Linked DNA regions of Macaca mulatta: region 1 is linked to region 2. A link is a contact called in public Hi-C data. All regions are on one chromosome and are shown on one strand. Each heading gives the region's core, a stretch centred on a gene start, on an enhancer-like site or on the middle of the called end of the contact. The rest is flanking DNA. Distances are from core to core; before and after follow the strand shown.

The links. Hi-C and Micro-C count contacts between places; a contact is called where the count stands out from the background.
Region 1: a Hi-C map of liver shows a contact between it and region 2, with 2.7 times the contacts expected there. The contact joins the enhancer-like site here to the promoter of DNAJC1 in region 2. A contact is called at or near these places in 2 of 14 Hi-C or Micro-C datasets (fetal cortex germinal zone and liver).

The regions. Positions count from the first base shown.
Region 1 is chr9:23,707,663-23,712,244 of T2T-MMU8v2.0, reverse strand. LOC114669905 (a long non-coding RNA gene) reads left to right here. Exons shown (of 3, transcript XR_013397963.1): 1 at 1-1,689. Among named protein-coding and RNA genes, the nearest start is that of TRNAN-GUU, 23 kb to the right of the region's middle. Within about 2 kb of position 2,649, at least 27 of the 40 cell types and tissues checked have an H3K27ac peak or open chromatin away from gene starts, as enhancers often do. A contact at or near this core is called in liver, where this site is marked.
Region 2 is chr9:23,472,444-23,476,512 of T2T-MMU8v2.0, reverse strand. DNAJC1 (DnaJ heat shock protein family (Hsp40) member C1) reads left to right here and starts at 1,501. Exons shown (of 12, transcript NM_001261677.1): 1 at 1,501-1,979. The coding sequence starts at 1,752.

The DNA of each region.
Region 1 (4,582 bases), core at 1,400-3,899, 230 kb before region 2:
AAGTTGATCAGTACATGGCCTCATGAAAAGAAACGTGTTCTTTCTAGGGTTTAATAAATGTTTCACAATGATTTTTTTTAAAGTAGGCCTTAATATCCAATCACTTGCATTCAATGGCTAGATTTGAGTGGATAACAACACCTACCAAATTACAACTCCCAATTTTTATTTCAGAAGGAAGCAATCCTTGATAGATGAGAAAATAACTTACTTTAAGCTTTATTCATTTTTCTTTTTGGCTACCATAAAATATCTTTTTCTAAGTAGCTTTAGGGTTTTTTAAAAAAATCTAATCCAGATTAAATGTTTAAAAAAACCTGGCAAGTTAATTGTAAGTTTTCCCATAAAAGAGAGAAGCACAAAATGCCATGGAGTATATCCAAGAAACATAACATAAACATAAGACTTACAATGCACAATTTAAAATTTCATATATTGTCAAATGATAAATGTCTGTTCCAGCCATGAATACTTTAACTTCAAAAATCTTTCATAGCCTTAAAAAAGAACTCTCACAGAAACAGAAGCTGGAATGCTATTTGTGAACTAGGCCTTGCACCTTGTCAATATTTTTAGTTCTTAAATTTCTGGAATTTCTAGAGCCGTAGAACAGCTGTTTCATTTTGAAATTTTGATTTTAACATTTCACTAACACACTGGGAAAGGATCATCTTAACTAAAGGTGTCAAGACTAACGTTTGAGCTTAGTCGTTGAATTTTCTCTTACGGGAAACAGTTTAATCCCCAAGTACTATGAGATAGGCATTTTAAGGCAACTTTTAAAAAAGGAAAATAAAAGAAATCTGCTTTTTGCCGTCTAGGAAAGATACATTTTTCCTTGTGGAAATCTGCAGTCTGAAAAGACAGATACAAAAAGCATGAACTGTTGAAAATAACCTAAATGTTCTTTAAATGTTTAAAGGCCAGCTCATCCTGCAGTGGTGATAGAATAGTCGGCTTACAACACGCAAAGCCGAGCCGCGGGTGGGCAGGCGCCGTCCGTGGCTCGCGGAGTGGATGAACTCGAGGGCGCGGCTGCTGCGCTTGGGGAGCTTCCAGGGCGCCAAGTTCGGGTAGCGCTTCTGATGGATTCCCGGGTCTGGGAGGATCCGATTATCCCGGGACCCGGTGACACGCACAAAGCTGAGGTTAGAGTTGGCCAGGAAGGGAGGACCTAGTGAGCCGGTGGAACACAAGCGGGAAGGCCTTTCCTTCTAGGAGCAAAACCAGCCACGCGCCCGGGACGCCCGGGGACCCCTTTGGGGCTCGGTTTCCTTCGCTGTGATCCTGAGTCTACCCTGACATGTTCCCCTCCACCGGCCCGAAGAAATCGTCGCTTCCAGCCTCCAGCTACCGTCACCTTTGCGGGGCTGAGAGCGGAGGACCGGGACAGAGAAGGAGCCGGTGGTCCTGGTCAGCTGCGCAAAACCCGACGGCGCGGGGACTCCGGGCCTGGGGCCTCCATGGCCGCGGCCTCCTTGTCTCCCGGGCCGGCTGCTCCCTACGCTGCGAGACTGAGGGCACTGGGGACCCAGGGACTTCTCTGGCACTAGCGAGGTCCTAACCTTGAGTGAAGAACGCTGTCGAGTGCAAGTGAAGAATAACGGGGGTGGACGCAAGGAGAATGGTCTCGGGGCGCGCTTGCGCCTCTACCCGAGGACCGAGGTGGGGATTCGACAGACGCCAGCGGTAGGGACCCGGGACGAGAAGCCCCGACTTTCTGAGTCGTGAGCCGCCTCCAATCGCCCCAGGACGTAACCCCGAGGAGCTTTCAGACACGGGCCGCGCCTAAAGTCGCTGGGAACCGCGAACACCGGAGTCCCAGCCACCTCCCGGACTGGCGCCCCGAGGCCAGGGGACCCGCCTGGGGCTCCCGGCCGAGCCCCGACCTCGGACGTTTTTCCGGGAGCTGCGAGAGGCCTCGCGGCCTGGGCCAGGCGCAGCGGCAGGCATCGATCGCTGGCTCCCAGCGAGTGGCCCCGCGCAGGTGGAGGTGGCCCCGTCACCTCCAGGAGCGCCCCCAAGCCCCGGTGCCCCCAGCGTGCGCCCTCTCCTCCTCCCCGAAAGTTAAGTTCGTGTTTTTCGGTTCTCGGTTACGCATCCCCTTGGCACGCGTGCCCAGCCACACCCTGGGCGAAACTAGAGGGCCTGCGTCCCCTGGGGGCTGCCGCGAGACCCCGAGTGAGGTGTCCCCTCCGGGCCGGGCCCGAGCCGGAGGCCCCCTTTGCAACCTAGAGGAGTGCGGGGCGGGTGCGGCGCAGGAACCGCCAGGCCGGGGAGGGGGCCACGCCCGGGCCCGGGCCAAGAGCGCGCGTCCCCCGCCCGGGCCCTGCGGCCCTCCCCAGGTGTCTGAGCAGAGCTGCTGAAGCTGTAGAAATGTGCTGGCGCCTGTCCACCGCTGCACACAAAACCCAGCCAAAAGCGGCGAGAGGAAAAGCGAATATGGCGCTGCTGAAAATGGAGCCTCGGCATCTAGAAAGTCTTGCTTTCCTTTCCTCTTCTGGCTCTTAATTCGTCGATCTTTTCCCCCTTGCCCTCTCACGAGGGCCTCCTGCGCTTTCCTTCGGGTGTTCTCTACCCCTCGGCCCCTTTCCTGTTCTTATGAATAATCTCCTTTACTCGGTTTTCCTTCTTCCTTTCCACTCTCGGTTCCTCTTTCTCCATTTTGTGTTACAGGCGCCTTGCTTCTTGTTCCCTTTCTGGGCGCGCACTCCCCCGCCCGGCTCTCTTTATTTTGTGTGTGGGTGTCGGAGCAGGGGAGGGGGTGGCAAGGATCGTCAGGCTGAGTATCGAGTTTGTTTGTTTTTTTTTCTTTCCTTCTTATTTTTTTAAAGGTATTATCTTAGGAGCCAAGCATCTCCTTTGGTGGTGCGCTCCTCGCCTCGCGCCTGGTGCCCCCCACCCGGCTGCACCCGCGGCTTGCGCGGCCGGGTCCCACCAGCCGAGCGTCGCCCGCGCAGGAGGAGCCTCGGGTTCTCCGCAGAAGCGAATACTTTGTTTTTGTTTTAAGCTAGAGCCTTGCTTTTGCAGTGATTCGTGGCTGTGGCGTGATTTTAAATAGGTGAGGAATCGGAGTCTCATTTCCCCAGGGGGCTTCCAACGAGGATTTTAAGAGAAGTGTGCAAAGAAGACAGCAATGTCCTTTTTTTTTTTTTTCTTGTTTTCTTTTGAACAGAGGGAACCCCCCCGCCCCACGCTCTACGCGCTGAGATAGTTACGTCTTTAAGGCTAAACTTTTTTAAAATTAGTTTTTCTTTTACACTTATGGCTGACTTTTGATCCTTTTAAAAAAAGGATGAAGTCAAAACAGACTGATGCTTTTGAATACACAACGTCCCCACTTCCCCACGTCCCCAAATTGTGATGCTGGGATAGTTCCTCTAAGATGCGTTCTGATTTTGAAATTCAAGGTCTCTAAGCTCTGTTAAGCGGAACCATGAAAAATATATTGCTACATTAAAAATAGACGGTGATACTGACTGCTACTGCTGAATCGTAGTAGAAAATTTTTTTTTTTGAGTCTGTGCAGGATTTGCCTTGGTTTTATTAGGGAACCTGCTAATAGAAGCAATTTCAAGTGATGGGCTTCCCTCATTAAAAAGCTGGCAGCAATGACATCTTTTCTGAGTGCCTCTGAGTGCCTCTGAGTGCCTCTCCTTAGTCGTGGTAAAAAAAAAATTAAAATAAAATAAAATTAGTTTACATGCAGTGTTTGAAAAGAAAATGATTTTGCTTCCCAAGTTTGTATGTATTTTCTTTTTTTTTTTTTACCAACTATATTTCACTTTATTTACAATTGTCAGTTTATTCTCACACCTGGTCAGTTTCATCTTCTCACCATCGTCTGTTAGAACCACATCCTCCGGCAAAAAAAAAAAAAACCCCAAAACAACCCCCCCCAAAATAAACAAACAAACAAACAGGTGTTCATCCCTATGAGATGCTAATGCCCCTGGAATTGTTTGAAAAGAGCAAAATTTTGTAAGGAGTTTCTTTTTAAAAAAATGAGTTATAGAAGTATTCTTAAAAAAAAAAATCTTAGAATGTTTCCTTTAAAAATTACCTTTGTTGGTTTTTCATTAATTGTCATTGATTAAAATTAGGTTATAAACCTATCTTAATTTCAGACTGTTTCTTTATGAAAGAAAGGAGAAAGTAAATAGGTGTTGGCAAGAACTAAACCAATGCAACTAGGCCCTATTGAGAGCCTAAATCTGTAAATTGGTATCCTTAAAAAACATTAATCAAATTGAGGTTGGTACAGGTAGTTCTCTGCCTCGAACAGCTGATTTTTAAAAGTCTTATAAAACAGGTTAAAATGTGTTTTTAGTCTAGGTTCCTACTTCTTTCTTATGCATTTCTCCTGGTAGATAAATAAATGAATCTAACTTGATGAGTAGGTAGATATTTCTCCAGATGAACTTTCTAAAAATGGGCAAAGTTAGGGAAGTGATTAATACCCTTCAGTTTAATTGGAATGATTCAGTGCTTATACCCAGTTAATCCTATTAAGATGCTATTTCCTGCTCAGGGGGATAAATTAAGCACAACTCAGATTGTTTTAGATGGACAACTTGGTATA
Region 2 (4,069 bases), core at 252-2,751:
CTGGCCTCAAGTGATCCGCCTGCCTCGGCCTCTCAAAGTTCTGGGATTACAGGTGTGAGCCACCAGGCCTGGCGGAGAACTCTTATTTATCTATCCATCCATCCATCACCCCTTCTTCCCTGGCCACCTGAGGATACACCAAGAAGACAGCCATCTGCAAACCAGGAAGAAGGCTTCATCAGCACCCAACCATGCTGGCACCCTGACCCTGGACTTCTCAACCTCCAAAACTGTGAGAAATAAGTATCTGTTGTTTAAGTCACCCAGTCTAAAGTATTTTGTTATAGCAGCCCTCATGATAGATTAAAATGTGAGTAATTCAAGCATACCTATTATTTTTAAGCAAGATATACTTGCATTCATTTATGAATTCATTCAAAAATATTTCTAAAACTCCATACCAAGATTTGCATTTATTGATTTTATTTAAAAATATTTTTAACACTCCATACTAGGATTTTCTCAGTAAGATTTGCTTCCTAGTGTTTTTCTAACCTTTATCCAACATAGTATATTCTGACTATGAGAGGGAAGTAGCTTTATCATTACGCTATGGAGCTTGATTTAACTAACTAGATCCAAGATGGAAAGAGCATGAGGTCAAACTTTCAAAATTGAGCTAACTTTCTGAGTTTTAGTAGCATTTTTTGCTTCCTTCTTCCTCAACAAGAGTGGAGAGTTCAGGGAAGAGAAATGTGAGAAAGCCAAAAGGAAAATAAAGTTCACACAAGAGAATCGTGGTGGAGAAAATAACTTGAAAAGAGATTGAACAGAAGCAATGCAAGACTAGGAAGTGAGGCATTGTTACGGAAGAGAGAGAAGGTTTTTAGCCTGTCTTTTAAAACGGAAACATCTCAACTGAGGTCTATTTTCAAAAGAACCCCAACTGGAGGTGGGCTAAGATGGATAAACTCCATTCCTCCTCCAACTATGACTGAGTCACCATTATTAACTATTAATTCTACCAGGCCATTTTGTGGTATTATACCTGTAAATCTTAATTCATAATTGTTTTGGTTTGAATTCCTTTTCTGCTCTACCTCTCTCTACTTACTAGATTTGCCCCTTTTAGAACCTGGTTCAACTTGTCCTGTCTTCTTTGCTGAAGGACTAATTAAATGCACGGAAGCCATAATCAATTAATCAGGCTTCAAATATGCTTTTAGTGTTCGATAGCTGGGGGAGGGGAAGACAGTAGCTATTTCGGGGGAAGTCCACGAGGGGCGTTCCAGGTAGACGCGTGATGGCTATAACCTTCCCTGTCTCTCAGCCCGTTTTGGCGTAGATTCAGCTCCTCGACGCGCCCAACCGATTGAAAGGCATTTCACCTAGGCCCAGATCGGGGCGCCAGGCGTCCAGGCTTCCGGCCACGCCCCCTTCCCCGCGGTTGCTAGGAGACGTGATGTCACCGGAAGCGAGGCCTGGGATAGGCTGAGGCAAAGGGAAGCCTCTCCCCCTGTGCAGCCCAGGCGCCGGGCGCTGGCTCTCCAGCTGTGTGTAGGCCTGGGGGCCAGGGTCCGCGGAACGTATCGCCGACTGCGGCCCCGCCCGCCCGCCCAGCCGCTGGTCCGGCCGCGGGCTCCCGCCACCACCGCGCTCAGTCTGGGACCAGCCGCCTGGCGGGCCGTTCCGGTGCGCCTGCCCGCGCTTTTCACTGACGGGCACTGTTTCCCACAGCCAGTGCCGCCCGCCACGTCCCAGCTCTCGGCCAACGGAGGTGCGCGGCGGGTGACCTTTCCGAGCCCAGTGCGATGACGGCTCTGTGCTCCTGGCCGGCACAGCTTCCTGGGCGCCGCCAGCTCGGGCTAATGCCTTTCCCGCCGCCGCAGCCGCGGACGCCGCTGCTGTGGCCGCTGCTGCTGCTGCTGCTGCTGGCCGCCGTGGCGCCGGCGCGCGGCTGGGAGAGCGGAGACCTGGAGTTGTTTGACTTGGTGGAGGAGGTGCAGCTCAACTTCTACCAGTTCCTCGGAGTGCAGCAGGTAAGCAAGGAGGCGCGCGGGGCCGGGCGGAGAGGGGCCGGGGCAGGCGGCAGGCGACCCCGGTTCCTCAGAGAGTCGGACACGGAGGGCAGGGCTCGGTCACCCCGGGCTCTGGCTGCCCTCAGCCCGGGCCACCGGGGTCCTCAGCCTCGGAAGGACGTGTCCGTCTTCCCCAGATCCTTACTCCTGCTTCAACTTTTCTAGTCCCAGCCCCAGTGACAGGCTGGACGACGCCACTTGCCTGGGGTGGCAATGCCATCTCTCTGGTCCGGCGTTCTGGGGAAGAGCCTTCCCCCTCCAGCTGTGCTGGAGGAAGAAGGAAGAGTGGTGTGGGTAGACTTTTTTTGTTTTTAATTTAACACCTACCGTTTGCCTTCCTGTCCCCCTGAATGTGAGAAAGAGCAGCCGCTTCTCTAAACTGTCATCTTCCACCGAGACTTACCCTCATTCTTATTCTTATTTCAGCTGCCTCCCCTCCTCTTCCCTTCTGGGAAAGTAGGAATGCACTGTGACCAGTGTCTGTGTTGCAGAAGTTTTTCTTACCTCGTACTTGGACATCGTTTTTAGCCTGTTAGATAGATGTTTCTTTCGCAGTTTAGAAATCTGGAGGAATTTGAAGCCTCTACCAGGTTGGAGGTGTTAAGTTTTTTGGGCAGCACAGGACTTGGAGTGCGATTGGAAGAGAAGCCCCCAACCAGTAATGTAGGAATGGGTTTTTTTTTCCCCCTTTTCCTTTTGTTTCATTTTGTTTTCTTTTTTAGCTTGAGACATTAACTTGTAAAACCCTTCTGTTGCTTTTTAGTTCTACCATTGAGGGTGGTTGAGTGAGGGTAGATATCCAGTCTCTACCTGAAGTCTCGCGCAAAGGAGAAGATAACATTTCGCTGATTTCAGGCTTACAGGGTGAAAAATGTATATTTCACACTTATCTGATTGAGCCCTTCGTACAATGCTTTGAATAGTTATGGGAGTAAAAAATTAATGTTTACAATAGTTGTCATTCAAGGCACACTTCACATAACTAGATATGAAATGCACATCCCCCTCCCCCATAGGTTATCATAAATGTGGGTGAACTATTCAACATTTACTGAATTTTAATTTTCAAACATTGCATTTTCATTCCATCACTGAATATAAACTTACTAGGCTGCCAGGGTACCATGAGTCTAACAGTTTTTTATTTTTGTAAGAGTTATAAAGTATAGGCATGTCACACTTCAGATTCATATGTGCAAGCAACTTTGTAATAACTGTATTTGTGATCTGTTACCTGGTGCCCGCCCCTCCTCATAGAGACACTATATATCTCATTTTCAAAGCAAATGATGATGGAGTATGTGTAAAAATAATTAGTGAAATACTAATTTTGATGACTTTTAAGAATTTCTTTAATACTGGGAATAATTAGAATTTATCATTGTTGATTACATTCTTTAGGTAAAGAGAATCTTAAACATAACCCATCCAAAAATCTTGAAGATCCAGTTATTCATGAAAAATTAAGTGCCTTTAAGAGAGCAGAAATTTAATAGCAGTTTAAAATGTAGATTATGTAATCTAGCTTTGCATGTGAACTCTCATAGAATTTTCGTTTATAATTTCATGTAACTTGATTTGCATAGTTAGTTAGGCAGTGTGAACATCCAGAGCACTTGACTTTCTGGGCAAAGATGAGAAAATAAAGAAGCATGGATAATCAAGAAGATTCTTTGTCAAGGTAGAATCTGAAAAGAAGATTATTTTATTGTTTTTAACCTGTGTTTCTCTATACAGCTGTATTGAAATTGGAAAGAATGCAGGAGGAATTTTTTTCTGTCCAAGCAGAGAAACTGAATGGAACAAGTTTTTTTCTTTACATTGAATCTTAACTTTGTTAGATGACTTTCAGGGACCAGAAATTTGGTGGAAACAAACGCAACCTGTCCAAGGTCTTTCATGTGTAATTTTCAAGCCAGAACCATTTGGTGACTAGCCAAACATGAGGGACCAGAACAAAGTAGGTAGGCTACTGAAAGTGGTGACCTGGCTCTATGCACTAATCTCTTCTTCTTGTTCAAGCAACAGAGATGTATTTGTGCCTATTGGAT